5 separate regions of the Sus scrofa genome follow, and all the other regions are linked to region 4. Evidence: chromatin contacts called from public Hi-C and HiChIP or PLAC-seq data. All regions are on one chromosome and are shown on one strand. The core of a region is the stretch at or near the end of the contact, and the rest is flanking DNA. Distances in the headings are between cores, read along the strand shown.

What was found. Hi-C and Micro-C count contacts between places; a contact is called where the count stands out from the background. HiChIP or PLAC-seq counts read pairs in DNA pulled down with a chosen protein or histone mark.
Region 1: a Hi-C map of fetal skeletal muscle shows a contact between it and region 4, with 1.8 times the contacts expected there. The contact joins two enhancer-like sites. A contact is called at or near these places in 5 of 47 Hi-C or Micro-C datasets (embryonic fibroblasts, fetal heart ventricle, fetal skeletal muscle and 1 more) and 1 of 2 datasets of contacts at active chromatin or transcription factors (skeletal muscle).
Region 2: a contact with region 4 is called in an H3K27ac HiChIP or PLAC-seq map of skeletal muscle, with 18 times the contacts expected there. The contact joins two enhancer-like sites. A contact is called at or near these places in 3 of 47 Hi-C or Micro-C datasets (omental adipose tissue, retroperitoneal adipose tissue and skeletal muscle) and 1 of 2 datasets of contacts at active chromatin or transcription factors (skeletal muscle).
Region 3: a contact with region 4 is called in an H3K27ac HiChIP or PLAC-seq map of skeletal muscle. The contact joins the promoter of NFIB here to the enhancer-like site in region 4. A contact is called at or near these places in 2 of 5 promoter capture datasets (fetal liver and fetal skeletal muscle), 5 of 47 Hi-C or Micro-C datasets (brain, embryonic fibroblasts, fetal heart ventricle and 2 more) and 1 of 2 datasets of contacts at active chromatin or transcription factors (skeletal muscle).
Region 5: an H3K27ac HiChIP or PLAC-seq map of skeletal muscle shows a contact between it and region 4, with 7 times the contacts expected there. The contact joins two enhancer-like sites. A contact is called at or near these places in 3 of 47 Hi-C or Micro-C datasets (epiblast stem cells and skeletal muscle) and 1 of 2 datasets of contacts at active chromatin or transcription factors (skeletal muscle).

The regions. Positions count from the first base shown.
Region 1 is chr1:208,410,704-208,413,834 of Sscrofa11.1, forward strand. All of the region lies in intron 11 of NFIB (nuclear factor 1 B-type), which reads left to right. Among named protein-coding and RNA genes, the nearest start is that of NFIB, 230 kb to the left of the region's middle. Within about 2 kb of position 1,393, at least 22 of the 83 cell types and tissues checked have an H3K27ac peak or open chromatin away from gene starts, as enhancers often do. A contact at or near this core is called in fetal skeletal muscle, where this site is marked.
Region 2 is chr1:208,300,763-208,303,698 of Sscrofa11.1, forward strand. All of the region lies in intron 2 of NFIB (nuclear factor 1 B-type), which reads left to right. Among named protein-coding and RNA genes, the nearest start is that of NFIB, 120 kb to the left of the region's middle. Within about 2 kb of position 1,504, at least 17 of the 83 cell types and tissues checked have an H3K27ac peak or open chromatin away from gene starts, as enhancers often do. A contact at or near this core is called in skeletal muscle, where this site is marked.
Region 3 is chr1:208,181,015-208,183,753 of Sscrofa11.1, forward strand. It overlaps NFIB (nuclear factor 1 B-type), which reads left to right and starts at 1,383. Exons shown (of 12, transcript XM_021063648.1): 1 at 1,383-2,571. The coding sequence starts at 2,542. It overlaps LOC100514506 (a long non-coding RNA gene), which reads right to left and starts at 515. Exons shown (of 4, transcript XR_002335940.1): 1 at 1-515.
Region 4 is chr1:209,055,626-209,058,513 of Sscrofa11.1, forward strand. The region is part of intron 2 of LOC106509171 (a long non-coding RNA gene); the gene reads left to right. Among named protein-coding and RNA genes, the nearest start is that of MPDZ, 120 kb to the right of the region's middle. Within about 2 kb of position 1,441, at least 13 of the 83 cell types and tissues checked have an H3K27ac peak or open chromatin away from gene starts, as enhancers often do. A contact at or near this core is called in fetal skeletal muscle and skeletal muscle, where this site is marked.
Region 5 is chr1:208,514,493-208,517,271 of Sscrofa11.1, forward strand. No RefSeq gene overlaps it. Among named protein-coding and RNA genes, the nearest start is that of NFIB, 330 kb to the left of the region's middle. Within about 2 kb of position 1,254, at least 10 of the 83 cell types and tissues checked have an H3K27ac peak or open chromatin away from gene starts, as enhancers often do. A contact at or near this core is called in skeletal muscle, where this site is marked.

The DNA of each region.
Region 1 (3,131 bases), core at 143-2,642, 640 kb before region 4:
ATGTGGGTATAAACAAATATAGCAGTTAACTCCCTAACTGGCTTGCTTTCTTGAAACCATAGCCAGAACATAGCTTGTACTATCAAGTATGAAAGAGCAATATAATTGAATGAAAAAGAAAGCCAAAGGACAATCCAAGAATAATATAAACATAAGTTATTTTAAAACGTTGGAGGGGAGTGCTTTATGCAAAAGAGAAACTGGATTTATTGTTTCATTCCCTCTTCTCCCCCTTCACCCCTTTCAAGAAAAGGCAAAGCCACAAGTGAGTGGCTGTATGTGTCTGATGGCTTCTATAAACATAGCAGCAGCCTTCAGATGGCTAAAATAAACATGTGCGTGTTACTGAAGGATATGTTTACACAAACCATTTGCTCAGCCTCTGAAATAATGAATAAATGAAGATTTTACTGAAATAATTGGAGAGATTTTTGTGTTTCTGCTGATGCCATAATTGAATGGCACCGAAGAGAGTTTTATCAGCTATTTTCCATGTTACATGTGTTAGCAGTTCCTTTCTATGAGTTGAATACTTCATTCTGTAGTTACTTTACACATGTTTTTGTAAGAAATTGTCGTTTATTACTGCAATTCTAGAGAGTTGCTTGATTTCCCAGGAGAAATTTAGCAGCCAATAAAGATTATTTGAATCTGGTTGGTCAGGAGAGGGAGGGCAAAATGGGAAGGAATAATGCCATTCATTTCCTACACTAACCCTATTTGCATAACACTGTCTTCATCTAGGTACCATTTTCATTGCTTTGTCCATAAATTTTTCGTTGTAAAATATGTCCTCCGTGACTTAAGAATGAATATTTAAAGTAATTTTCAATATTGGGTTGCAAACTATATATTTGTATATAAATATTTGTATGTGGGTATGTGTGTATGCACACGTGGTATATCATGTACCTATATATACACATACATATGCATATGTGTAAGCATATATATGTGTGTGTACATGAGGCATGCATGTACATATATATATATAGGTCACTTGTATGAGAAGGGTGGTATGTGTCCTGGCTTTAAGCAATGTTAAGAGTTAACTTGTATTTCAACATTATACTTAGACCATCCCCACAAATTCACTAGGTTAGCATTTCCTGCTTTCAGTTTGTTATCTTGACACATAACTACAGTACAACAGCTGGGTTGTTCCTGGAGTTCCTGGGGGGAGCTTTATTCTCAGAGTGCTGAATTTCCTTTTCAGCTGTCAGCTCTAAAGTGTGTTCAAAATGTTTAACTTTTTACACACCATTCTGGGCCCCTAGCACCGCTCTGGGACTCTGATAGAAATGCTGATAATGTGGATGAATGGAAGAATCCAGTTCAAGGAGGGGAATTGCCAAAGCCAAAATTGCACACATGACCATTGTTTGGTAACCAGAGCCGCTAACTACGGTTGCTCTTTGTACTTGGATATTCTATTTAAAAGAATTACTACTCTAGTCTCATCAAAATTATTTGCACCTGTTGTGAAATCAAAAATTAAAATGTGATCGTTCTTAAAAATTATCTTCCTTAAAAACGGCGTTCACACACAAAGTGTCTGAATCTGGCTGTTGAAAAATACATTGGGATTTGTTGCAGTTTTGCCTAACTTTCTCCGTTTGTACAGAAAGATTTGCAAAACACAACATTTCCTCTTTATCTAGGAAACTCTTCAGAACACTTCCTAAGAAATTAATTGTATTCCAGCCAGACTTGCATGCTGCCATCCCACAGGAAATGGGTCAGCAATCCATTAAGATGCCATTAGATAATCTAATTTGGAACTTAATCTCTAAATTAACCATGCTCCATACTTGAAGCATACTTGAGAGAAAGAAAAAAAGTTTACGTTTGAATCGATAGGGGAGCCGAAGCGTGAAGAAGGCTGTTTGTTTTTTCTGTAGCTGTGGTCACGTCTCAAGCCGTCTGGTAACCAGGAGAAACCAGACATGATGTAATTCCAGATTGAACTTGAACTTCAGGGACTTAGGATAGGGGAACAATGGACCATAGGAATCAATAATGTCCATTTTCCACATGATTATGTTTGGAGCTTTAAGTTAACCTTTATGGAAGAAGCAGCAGGGTCGGCAGTATGACCAAAATGGGAAGACCCAGATTCAAGATGTTAGAGGAAAGAAAACAACTTTTTCTGAGATATTTTCTGAGCTGCACTGCAGATTCCAGCAGGATTAGAAAAGTTCCCGCTCTGCAGTAAACCGGTGGCCTGTTCAGAGCACTCTTTGTTCGCTTAGGTAGGACAAACTTAATCTTATGTTTCCTGTTAGATGATTTTTGGCTGCACTGCGGGAGAGGGAGGAGCGCGATGCAGAAAATTCCCAAATGTAAACCTGGCTGATTAACCCTTTGCAATGAAAGAAGTGTAGTAGACACCTAACTCTATTTGAAGATGTCTTATGGAAAGTGCCATGTTTACATATGTTTTATGCCCCTGAGAAATCAGCTCTGTCAGCGGCTGGCGCACCCTTTAATATCTTACTTTGGGGATTCTCCTGTTTGCTAGTGCTGTTGGTAGGTATATAGTGAATTTTTAGTCGTATTTATTTCTTAGATAGCAAAGCATATGAATGAATAAACATGGATTATAAACATAATAACAAATTACAAAAGGGAGTAAAAAAACACCAAAACCTGACTAAAGTTCGAGAAATTGAAGAACATAAATTTTGAATATTCAGAAATTGCAAAAAGTTACAATTACTCTCTCCTTTGTTAATTTTTGTTTTATGAGAAGGAAGGTTTTTTGTTTTTTTCACATGTGAACAGAGTAGCAGGCATCACCTAAAAATGTGTTCAGCTCCTTAAGCATTTGGGATGTTCTGCTTCAGAATTCTGATACACATAAGTTCTCTCATTTAGAGGTGAAACTGTGCAAATCGCACTGATTTTTTTTGCTTTCAAACGAAAGTCATCTGGGAAAGAATCGTTGTTTGCTTTTGCATCAAACTTAACATTTCTATTTAATTTAGTATGCCTTGGGTGATTTTTCTCTAGTGAAAGGCACTCTTTGGAAGCATGATTTTGGTGGAGAATTTGGTCTGCTGTTGAAGACTCACATATGCTAATAAGGGGAGCGGGGGCACTTGTAACAATAGCACTGAAAAGGAGCCCAG
Region 2 (2,936 bases), core at 254-2,753, 750 kb before region 4:
TAAAGGTTGGGGGTACTTAGTGTCCAAAGTCAATTAGGTAGAATCTGGGACGGTCAAGGCAAGTTGTGGCTTATAGAAACAGTAATTTTGGGAGTTCCCATTGTGGTGCAGAGGAAACAAATCTGACTGGTATCCTTAAGGATGCGGATTAGATCCTGGCCTCCCTCAGTGGGTCGGGGATCCTGTGTTGCTGTGAGCTCTGGTGTAGGTCCCAGACACAGCTTGGATCCCAGCTTTGCTGTGGCTGTGGTGTAGGCTGGGAGCTGTAGCTCCGATTTGACTCCTAGCCTGGGAACCTCCATATGCTGTGGGTGTGGCCCTAAAAAGCAAAAAAAAAAAAAAAAAAAAAAAAGTAATTTTGGAATGAGGTCACAACATCTAGACATTTTGACTCTGAAAACTTGATATTAGGCATAAAGACTATATTTGCTCATTTTAAATGGTGGTCAGAGAGTACCAAGTTTTGCTTTTTACCCCTCCGTGTAACTTCAGTGAGAGAGATTCAGTCATACTGCAGTCCTGGGTTGCTTATGGGATGAGTAGTCAGTAGACCTTGAGAAATATCTAGCAGAAAACCATGGTTATGTTTATATGTAATCTTTCTCTTCTAATTCCGAGGGAGATTAGCATTTTTTTCCCATCTAGCTTCACCGCTGGCTACTATATTGAAAGCAACAGAAGCCACTTTGAAATTTTTTGTGAGTTTTGGAGATGGCATGAACAGTCTCATAGAAAATAAAAGGAAATGTGCCCAACCACTGAGCACACCCCTTTAATTGCTCTTACCAAGCCTTCAGACATTCCCCTGGGGGAAAATTATGCTCCCGGCCCCAGGTCCCAGGATTCATCCTGTTAACAGCAGCCATGAGGAGCAATTTATTTGCACAATTCCCCTCTGCTCCCCTTTGCACTGTGTGACTCCACAGTTGAGCAGTAAGAGACCCAAAATTGGTGATATATGCTAGTACACACAGATTATATTAGAAAATATGTTTGCACCAACTAACATGTAAGTAAAAACAATTGCCGACTGCAAACTGGGTGCAGCTCTGAGGTTTCCTGGGATATGCAAAAGAGCTGTGCTAATGCCTTCTTTAAATGCCTGTTGCCTTCGAATGTACCAAGGTCCCTTCTCAGTGTGCACTGTGGACTTCAGAGGTTCCTCTGAATGAAAACAAGAAATGAGCAAGTGGAACGCACGTTTGCTAACAAACATATGCAGCCCTTTCCAAAAGCAAAGCATACTGGACTCCAGGACACCTTTACTTTGTTTTCTCTCCCCAGCCCTTAACCACCCTGCAATGCTGCTTCACCACTTCCTTGAGGAAGCACCAACATGAGTAAATTAAGTTTCCGACAGTAAAGTTGGATCCTATTTAAGCAGATGAGGGTCTGGCGTACATTTGACTTTATCAGGCATTTAAAGTGGAGGATGTGCACTGTAGCCGGCTGTGACTTGCCAATTAGCTGGGCTTTCCCCACTGTTTCTGGTTTGGCAAGGAGGAGGTGGTTCACCCTGCCGCATGCTGCCTGCCAAGGACACATGGCCAGCTCCCGGCTTCCTGTCTTCCTCTTTGTGTCCTGGCCTTGCCTTCCAGGGAGCTGCCAAGACACCGTTGCCAAAAATCTTCCTTTGGAAAGGTCAAGCAACCTCAGGTCACCTATGCCAATATTTTTGTTTTCCTTTCAATCTTCCTGTGCTCAACTTGGAGAAAAATGTACAACTGAACATGCAGAGAGTGGAACCAGGGGTCACTCTGGATCACTTGGATAAAGCAACAGAACCCCAAGAATCCCTTGGCCAGTCAGGGTGTGCTGTTTCTAGTGGAGTTCTATTTAAAGCTCTGTGAAGTGTGATAGAGTTCAGAATGTTTCAATGTGAATTTGGATTCAGTTTGCTTTTGAGGATTGATGATACACGTGATTTTTTTGGCTGAAGCTAGCTCCTGGTGCATCCCATGGCAGGGAGAGAGTAGAAAAATGGAGCTTAGTCTTGGCTAAAGGCCTGCATTTTTGTTTATTTATTTATTTTTTTAGGACTCTATAGTTGCATGCTTTTTTTTTTTTTTTGCTTTTTTTGCTTTTTAGGGCCATACCCGAGGCGTATGGAGGTTCTCAGGCTAGGGGTCGAATTGGAGCTACAGCTTCTGGCCTACACCACAGCCATAGCAATGCAGGAAGTGTCTGCGACCTATACCACAGCTCATGGCAATGCCAGATCCTTAACTCCCTGAGCAAGACCAGGGATCAGACCCTGGGAAGTCTGTTGAAAGGGCCATTCTCAGAGTTCCCATTATGGAGCATCAGGAATGAACCTGACTCATATCCATGAGGTTGTGGGCTCAATCCCTGACCTCACTCAGTGGGTCAAGGATCCAGCATTGTCTTGAGCTGTGGTGTAAGTGGTAGACACAGCTTGGATCCTGCGTTGCTGTGGCTGTGGTGTATGCCAGCAGTTACAGCTCTGATTTGACCCCTAGCCTGGGAACTTACATGCGCTATGGGTGTGGCCATAAAAAGAAAAAGAAAAAAAAAAAAAAAAAAAAAAAAACAGAAAACGTGCACTCTCTTGGCCCTAGCACTGCTGTAAGAAACACAGCCACTGGGGCTGATGGCCAGAAATCTGAATATTTAATAAACATCTCAGATTATTCTGATGCTATCCCAAACTTGTGGACTGAAGGTGCCGCTGATTGTGAAATTGAAAATAAAGCAAGTAGCACTTATTGTCACCAAACACCAAATTATCCCACATATTTCCTTCCATTGATCTTTTGGGAGTCTTAGATCTTATTTTGAATCTTTAGATTGTATGCAAACCGACAACCACAATAAACATTTTCAGAAGATTGGAATAATAATAATACTAATAAAACTAATAGGAAACTTTATCCAAAAAAAGGTCCTTTATGGGAACCCTAAAGTTTAAGATTTTT
Region 3 (2,739 bases), core at 133-2,632, 870 kb before region 4:
GTGGGCAGGAACCGGAGAGACTGAGAGAGGAGAAAGTTGAGGGAAAAAAAATCGAGGTAAGGGAAGCGGGGAAAAGAGGAAAGAAGAATCAGAGGAGAGCCTCGAAACAGCCCCAGAACACAGCCGGAGGCGGGGGAGGCCCCGCCCCGGGGCTAGGTTGTCAGGTCCCATTCGCAGCCCCGGGCTAGGTAGACACGGAGCCCCTGGCACTCACTTTTCCTCTACCCATTGTCTGCCCAGCCTTTGCATCCACCTCTTCCCCACCCACCCCGAGCCGAAAACCGGAATGTGGGGGGTGGGGTGTGTATGTGAGTGAGCGAGTGAGTGTGTGTGTGTGTGCGCGCGTATGTATGCGCGCGCGCAGAAAGAGTGCAAGACAAACCGCCGGCCTCCAAACCTCCGAAATCAAGTTCATTCACACGGGGCCCGCCGCTCTGAGCGGGGTGGGGGCAGGGCCCCGCGCGGGAGCAAGGCGGGCACTGCCGCCTCTGCAGGGCTTGTAGCGGCACACGCACCCGGCTCGCGCGCGTGCGCGCGCCCGGCCGCCCCGCAGCCCCGGGTGCGCCGCGGCCCCGCCCTGCCTGCACCCTAGCTGGGCGGGAGCCGCTTTCCGCCGGCGCCCCGGGCCGCGGGGAGGTGGGGATTGGGAGAGAGCCAAAGGGGCTGCAGGAGGAGTGCTGAGCGGGTTGCAGGAGGAGGAGGAGGCGGGAGCTGGAGGCAGCGGTGGCGGCAGTTCGGACCAGTCCTCCCGCTCCGAGCGAGGCCACGTGCACCAGGCACCCCCCCAGGGAGGGCGGCAAACCACGGCGAGGCGCGCTGCTTCTGCGGAGCTGCTCGGGGGCGCGGGCCTGCGCTGGGGAGACCCCCGAGGGCCCCGCCCCCAACCATGCCGGCGCGCCCCAACTACTTGAGCCCAAGTTCACTCAGGCCCCCGCCTCCCCGACCTCCCCCTCCTCCCTTTAGCCAGCGGGCTTGGCATACCGCGCCCGCCCGGGGTGCGAGAGTCGGCGCCCCAGCCCGGGCCCCGGGGCGGCCAGGGTGTGAGGGAATTTTCCATTCGTTCCTTTCTCGGGCCCAGTCCGGCTCAGTGTTTCTTCCACTTGGAGGTTCCCGCGGCTTAAAGAGTGCGCAGCGAGCACCGAAATAGCTCTTCCAGGGCGGGTTTTCGGGGGTGTGTACGTATGGTGGTGGTGGGGTGCGGGACTTATTCGTCCAAAGGGCGAAAGAAAATCTATTAAAAGAGAAAAAAAAAAGTGGTTCTGTTGAACTGGAATGAGACCTTAAACGAGAGAGGGGGGGGGAGGGAGAGAGAGAGAGAGAGAGAGAGAGAGAGAGAGAGAGAGAGAAGCTAGTGGAGGAGGAGGAGGAAGGTGGGGGGCGGGGGGTGTGGAGAGGCTGGTGCAAAAGGAATGCGCGTTTGCAGGAGGAGGAGTAAAGCGATGATTGTGTAATTAAATAATAAAACAATCCTTAAGTCTGATTTGGAGAGAGCTCGAGCGGGGTCCAGAGGGTGGAACCGGTGAATTTTTCAACTTCCAAGTTTTGCAACGAAAGAAAGCGAGAGAGGGAGGGGAAAAAAGAGCCCAGAGCAGAAAAGAGAGGAGTTTGCAGCCGAACGGGAGAGCGGGATTTATCGTTTGGGATTTTTCAGGAGCGCGTTCCGATCCCCCTGGGCTCTGGGCAGCGGCAGCAGCAGCAGCCTCCTCGCTCAGCCGGGTCAGACGCGGGGCGAGGCGGGCGGGCCGGCGGGCGGGCGTGGAGGAGCCTGCGCGGGCGGCTGCAGCCGGGGACCGCGCGCCGCGAGCTTCTTCCGCTCGGGAGACCTGCGCTCGCGCCCCCTCCCTCACCCCGGCCTCTCCAGGCTCCCCCACCCCACCCCGCCCCCACCCAGGCCCTCTCCCGCGCGCGCCCCGCCACCCGCGCGCACTCGCTCACGCTCCCCCTCGCGCACACACATGGTCGGCTCGCGGCAAAGTTTCGCCTGCGATCACCACTCCGGGATCCTGCCGCAGTGCTCCGGGCTGTAACCTTGAACTTTCCCAGCGCGGTGACACATTCTCCTCGCTCTCCCTCCCGCCCTCTCTCCTGCGCCCCCCTCCCCGCCTTTTTTAAAAAAGCATTTCACCACCACCTACTACCCCAATCCAACCCACACCGAACCTTCGTGCACCCCCTAGCCCCCAACAACAACAACAACTGCAAAACAGAAAACAAATCCCCAAACCCGGGCGAAAAGCAGCCAACACCGGCGGCGGCGGCGGCGGCGGCCTCGGCGAGCACGGCCAGCGCGCTCGGACTGCAGGAGGGTTAAAAGTGTAGATTGGATTTCAACCCGGGAAATCTAGCACGCCGAGTGAACTTGAATCTTTGGCTATTTAAGGAGGACTGGGTTTGTTGTGAAGTTGCGGTGATCCAGCGCAGAGCCCGGTCCTGATTGATCGCATCGCGAGGCTCAGATGACTGTAAAATGAATAGATGAAATTCTTGCTTTTTGAAGATTTTCTTGGGCATCTCCGGGAAAGTGCGTTTTAAGGCGAAGTCATGATGTATTCTCCCATCTGTCTCACTCAGGTACATGTCTCGGTCGCTCTCTCGAGCTTTCTCTCTAGCCCGAAATGCCTTTGTTTTGTTTTGTTGCTATCGTCTGCGGACAATTAATGGCTCTAGTTGATCTCCGCACACCCCGGTCCCCCGCAGAAGAAACAGCCGGGAGTTGCGGTGGGGTTTGCAGGGCGGCGT
Region 4 (2,888 bases), core at 191-2,690:
ATCCTACACAGCCAAGGTAAAGAAAAGTAGTCATTACCTATACATATTGAGTTTACTCGCTGGGACACTACTGGAGCTTAAGGAAACAAATTGCCACAACAAAACCCCAAAACACACTCCACACTGCACTGATGGCTCTCCTTCGGATTGGAGGTCCCATGAGCTACCAGTTTAACACCCCAACTGCCAACACCCCACCTGAAAATAGGAAAGAATTGTGTTTTCACACCAGCATATAATTGGCAGATCCATACTTTGTTTTTGCTTGTTTCTTTCAGCAAAATCAGCCTGCCTTCTTTCCGACTTTCCCTGCCAATCATATCAGATTGTGTGAGCTTTATGGCTGTACAATAATTTCTGGGCAACCTTAAAGCCAGAGAGACAACAAAGACATACTGAAAAAAAAAAAAATCATGGCGAAAGTATGAGTGAATAATAGAAGACAGATTTGAGATAATTATTGGAGAGATGACAGAGTATTTCACCATGATTTGTTTTGCCAGGTTGTCGTTTCAAAGATAATGAAGAACTATTAAATTGATTTCTTTTCTTTTCTCTGGGAAATGAGTACACAGATATTAAAGAATAAATGAAATGAATACATGGATACTAATTATAAATACTAATTATGGTAAGTTTGAACAGCTAGCTACTTTATACAACACTAGAAATATTCGTTATGCAAATGCACACACTCTACCCAGCGGCTTTATAGATTACTGGCATTAGGTCCAGAATTATTGTGCAGAAACAGGATGGTGGCTCAACTTGGTTGGGGGTCATTTTATTGCCAATTTAACTAGTGTTAAATTCGTGGGTATTTAACTATCACTGAAACAATTTGGGGCTCAATTCACCAAAGTATCATTTTTACTAATATTTTAGTGAAAAGTGAAGGAGTGTTCCTCCTGACACTGTCCTCCAATGCTGGAAAGCACCACTGTTTTCTAGTCTACAGTAATGAAACTTGCATTAGCAAAAGTGGGCTGGTTGCCTACCAAGGAAAAAAACACAGTCTCCTTGAGAACTTGGTATCCTGCTGTATTTTATTGCAGTAAAACCATTTTCACATCCCTCTTCCCTGAAGGAGATATTTAAAAATTCCTAAATCATGAGCCAAATTAGTATAACCCATCCAGCATTTCGTGGAAGACATTCACCATAGGATTATTACATTGAACTACCAACTTTTTGTTTTAGGAAAGAAAAAAAAAACATTATTTCTCAACCAACACGAAACATGATCAACTTCAAATTCAGAAAGATTTACAAATGCCACAACACAGTTATCTACCAGCAAACATCATTTCTTTGTTTCATGGGACACTAAGGATGAATTATTCATGAGCCCCCATTTCAGATGCTTATTGTGTCTGGTGGCAAAGTCTCCGCCTGCTCAGCCCCGGGAAAACTCCAGCGCTTTGCTGCAGGCACCGTGCTCTGTGCCATCCAGGGACCAGCCTTGTGCTCTCGAGTTACTGGAGCAGTGCAGGCGGTTTCAGTGGCCTCAGCTGTGGAGACAGCTGTTTGCCCACAGTCTGTGATGGCAGAAATGTGTGGTAGGCTTCCCCCTAACAGCATGCCCCTCACCACATACACACACACATACACACACACACAACTCCCATGTCATGCATCATAAAACACACCACCACCACCGAAGGGATGCATAGAAGCCCCATGATTTGGGGACCAGAATGAGCAGTACCCCACAGTGTAGAATAGCTCTTTATCTTGTATGCAAAATTATTGGGTGATAGGCTGAACAGCCCCTGAATCCAAAGCTTTCTTGTAATTTATGTATCAAAAGGTCTGTGCATGTGTGAAATTCAAAATGATTTATTGTTTAGTTATTGCCTTATTTACTTACTTAATGGATTGATTGATGTGCCTGGATCCCAAGGCCAGCAGAGGCTTTTTTAAAAGATTATTTTAAAGGAAGTAAATTGCCATCAGTTGGCCAACCCCTCCTTGCTGGTGTGGATTCATAAGGAGTTCCTTTTGGCTCTGGCTCGCTACCTATCTGCGGCTATTCATTGACACAAAATACTGCACCTTGCACACAATGGGAAGTGGCAGGGATGATAAAATGGAATATTAGGGATGGAAGGGTAAAATATGGGGAGATAATGTGAATCAAACCCCAAAGTTTCAGCCAACATATGCATCTATAGTAGTCTATCCTTTGCACAGAGCTTGGGCCGGAAGCAATGAACAACTCCACAACGAGTGTTAAGATTTCTTCCCGTACCATTTCTCTGCAGAAGAGGGAAGTACAGACAAAAGTCTGCAATTTTGAATTCTTCTTGTAGATCTCTCATCATCTGTTTCTCTCATGGACACTGAACTTACTTTCATTTTGTCAGGACATACTACATCTGAATTGGTCAATGTCAAAATTAAGCTGACTGTAAACAATGAGAAGAGAGTTACAACAAAAGTTTCACAAACTTTTCCCTCACACTTGAATTCTGTTATTTTATTAGGGGGTCCTAATTTTGTAATTGGTCTTGGTGAATAAGGGTCAAATCAGGAGAAGGAGGAACCGGTTTATAGACGCGGGATGTTGCACTTGTGCAGAACCCTTATTCACTCAATGTTCTATGCATTCGACATTTACGTAAGATCTCTGGAACCTCATTTCCAACCGAACTCTAATTTGACATAATGCAGCGTAGAATGGCACCAGTCATCGGGCTTGCATCAGAAATGCATTTTATTTGGATTCAATTCAGACTCTTAACGAACTGGTTCCTGTAAATGCAGCAGATGGGAGCGAGGCAAATGGGAGCGTGTGTGCGGCCTCACACCCAGCATTCACGGCTGCCTCACTGTGCTAAAGCCTTTCCTGAGTTAGTTGGTTAGTTAGTTAGCTAATTAGTTAGGCA
Region 5 (2,779 bases), core at 4-2,503, 540 kb before region 4:
GAATGTCTTCATCTCCTAAGAGTTGGAGATGGGCTAGTGTGGAAGAAAAAGCACTGATCTTTGGGGTCTAATCAGGAGAACTGGGCTTGACCTTGACTTGGCTTTGCCTCTAGATGGATGACTTTTCCCACACCACTTGAGTTCTCTAGCACTTATCTCTAAATTAGGTGGTTTGACAAAAGAAGCTAGAAATTCTTCTTCAGCCTAAAAATAGAAATATTGCACTTTAAATAGGCCTTAAACCTGAGGTGTGAAACCAGCTAGCAAGGGAGCTCCAGAAGTGTTTGCGGAATTGAATTAAATTTTCAATTTTAATTTGAACAAAGTCTATGAATTCCGGACCCTCAGCCCACATGGAAAGCCCACCAGCTAACATCATAGCAGCAGCAACCACAACACAGCCTAGTGAATTGTCTGTGGTCTCTCATGAACTGTCTGAGGAGATATTTTATTTTGATCCATCTATTCCAGATTCTGATTCCATTGAATGATGAGTGAAGGGGAGATTCCAAGAGAAAAGCCCCCAGACAGCTAATGGTCACAGGGCATCTTGTATCACAAAGGTTTATAGAGAAAGAGTTCACAGTGGAACACCTAATGTGCTCTTTCCCAGTGATAATTCTGATGTCTTTGGGAAGGGAATTGTGAGAGGTTGGCATCCAGATCACTCTGGGTTGGCATTGAGTTTGGGCAGCAGAACACACTCTCAGTTCTGTGCAGCTGCCTTGGGAGTGACAGACACATTCCCGCTGTTCTGGACCTGGTTCAGAGAGGAAGGAAAGCGGTTAGAGTCAGTGATGGTGGTGGCTCAAGGAGCCAAGGAGGACAGAGGTGAGGGATTTGGGCCAAATGCAGTGCACTAAGCTGGAAATTCACTAGAACCTTGGGACTCACAGTGACTTAAAGAATCATGTGACCTCCCCTGACCACTTGCAAGAGCCATAGTCTGATTTCTGCATCTTAAAAAAAATAAAATAGCACCTACTAGAGGTTCAGTCTTAAGTGAATTTAATCATTTCTAGCTGTCAGCTGAAGGGCAAGAATTCTGGATTCGCAATTAGAATCAATGGATAGCAAGGTGTGTGTGCAAACCAGCAATGCTTTGATGGCAAATCCTTCCTTTTCAGATCTTTCTGAAAGACTGATTTACTTATAAATTCGAATTTCCTCTGGATTAGTGATCACTGCAGCAATTCAAATGCTAGTGGGGCAGGGGTGGGGTGTGTGTGGGTAGAATCAGTATCATGTTTTCCTTGAAAATGGGTGACGTCGGACACCTGGGCCTCTGTTCATCCTCGGACGCTGTACCAGAGCAAGCTGGACACAATGCCGTCCTCGTTCTGAATCAGAATCCATCTGTACTCTCCAGTGGGGCAGACAAAAGCGGATTGTTAGCACTTCAAGGCTCTTTGACAGAGTCATACCGCTTGACTCTTTATTAATTGCCCCATCTGCTACGTGAGCACTCTCTGACACACGTTGGTGCAGAACCCTTAAAGCCCTTCGTCTGCTTCCTATTGGTTCCACATGTGTTTGTATTTGTTCTCAGTAGGCAGAGATTCCAGAGAGAAAATGAACCGCTGCAGATCGATTGCAGTATCAGTCATGCAGAAGACATGGTGCAGTGTGCCATTTGATTTTGATCTGCTTTTAACCCTTGCCAGGCAGTTGCCCTGGCTTCTTGGTTTGGTTGGCTTCAGTTTTCTGTTTCAAGTTTCAGATGCTCAAAGTAAGAGAAAAGGCAGTGTGAGGCTGAATTTTAGGAAAGACAGCATTTCCCCTTTAAGTCATCGGGTCCTCAAAACGTTCCCTCTCTGCCTGGGATAGAGCTATAGAAAAGGCAAAGAGCATTAATTGTGTGTGTGTGAGAGTGTGTATTATTGCTGCCCAAAAAAGATATGCGTTGTTTATATAGCCAGTGATAACTCTCAACAAAAGTACACTGGCAGCACTGGCAGGTTCTGGGCTCATGATGATAAAAGACAGACCAACCCGACTTGATGGTTTACTTAGGCGACCATTCTCCTCTGTGTGATTTGTCTTTGTCCCTTCCTTTCTTATTTTGTTTTAAAGAGATCCAATGAGATTGAGTTAAGGATATGGTGTCTATTTCAGCCTCAGCTTCGCAATTTCCACATTTAGCCTGGATTGAGTTACAGGCATCACGATGCTGGGATATTTTTCTATGTTCGACTTGGAGGTAGAAGAGAGAAACAGGAAGGGTGTGGTTCTCCTTTCAAAGTTCCTTTATCCCGGGGTCTGGAGGCTGCATGGATGTGCGTATGTTTATATATACAAGGGAGGGGTGCGTGTGAAGGAGAGGGGAAAGGAAAAAAAGTACTGCACAGCAAACAAAGCTTTTGCCCCTTAATCATGCTTCTTATCATCTCATTAAAGATATTTGAGCTCTCTGCTATTTATTGAAACTTCAGGAACACAGAGGTGGAGACCCTGAGGGAGGGCTGAACCCTTGTCTCACTCCACAGTGGGAACCTAAGGTTTAGGGGAGCCTTAGTACAGCTTTTTTTTTGACCCCTGAAATCTCATTTTCTGTCCTGTTCCCCTCGTTAAGATTTTGAGCCCTGCTATGCTGATTAAAACAGGGACTGTCCCTCACCTGTCCTGTCTTCCCAAGAAGGGAAAACTGTATCTTTGGGACTCTTGCTGTTGGAGACAATAGAAAACATAGTCAAAACTGGCTTACATTAAAAAGGTACTTTATAAATTCATATAACTTGGGGGGTAGGGCTGGCTTTGCTCATGACTGACCTGGGAGACC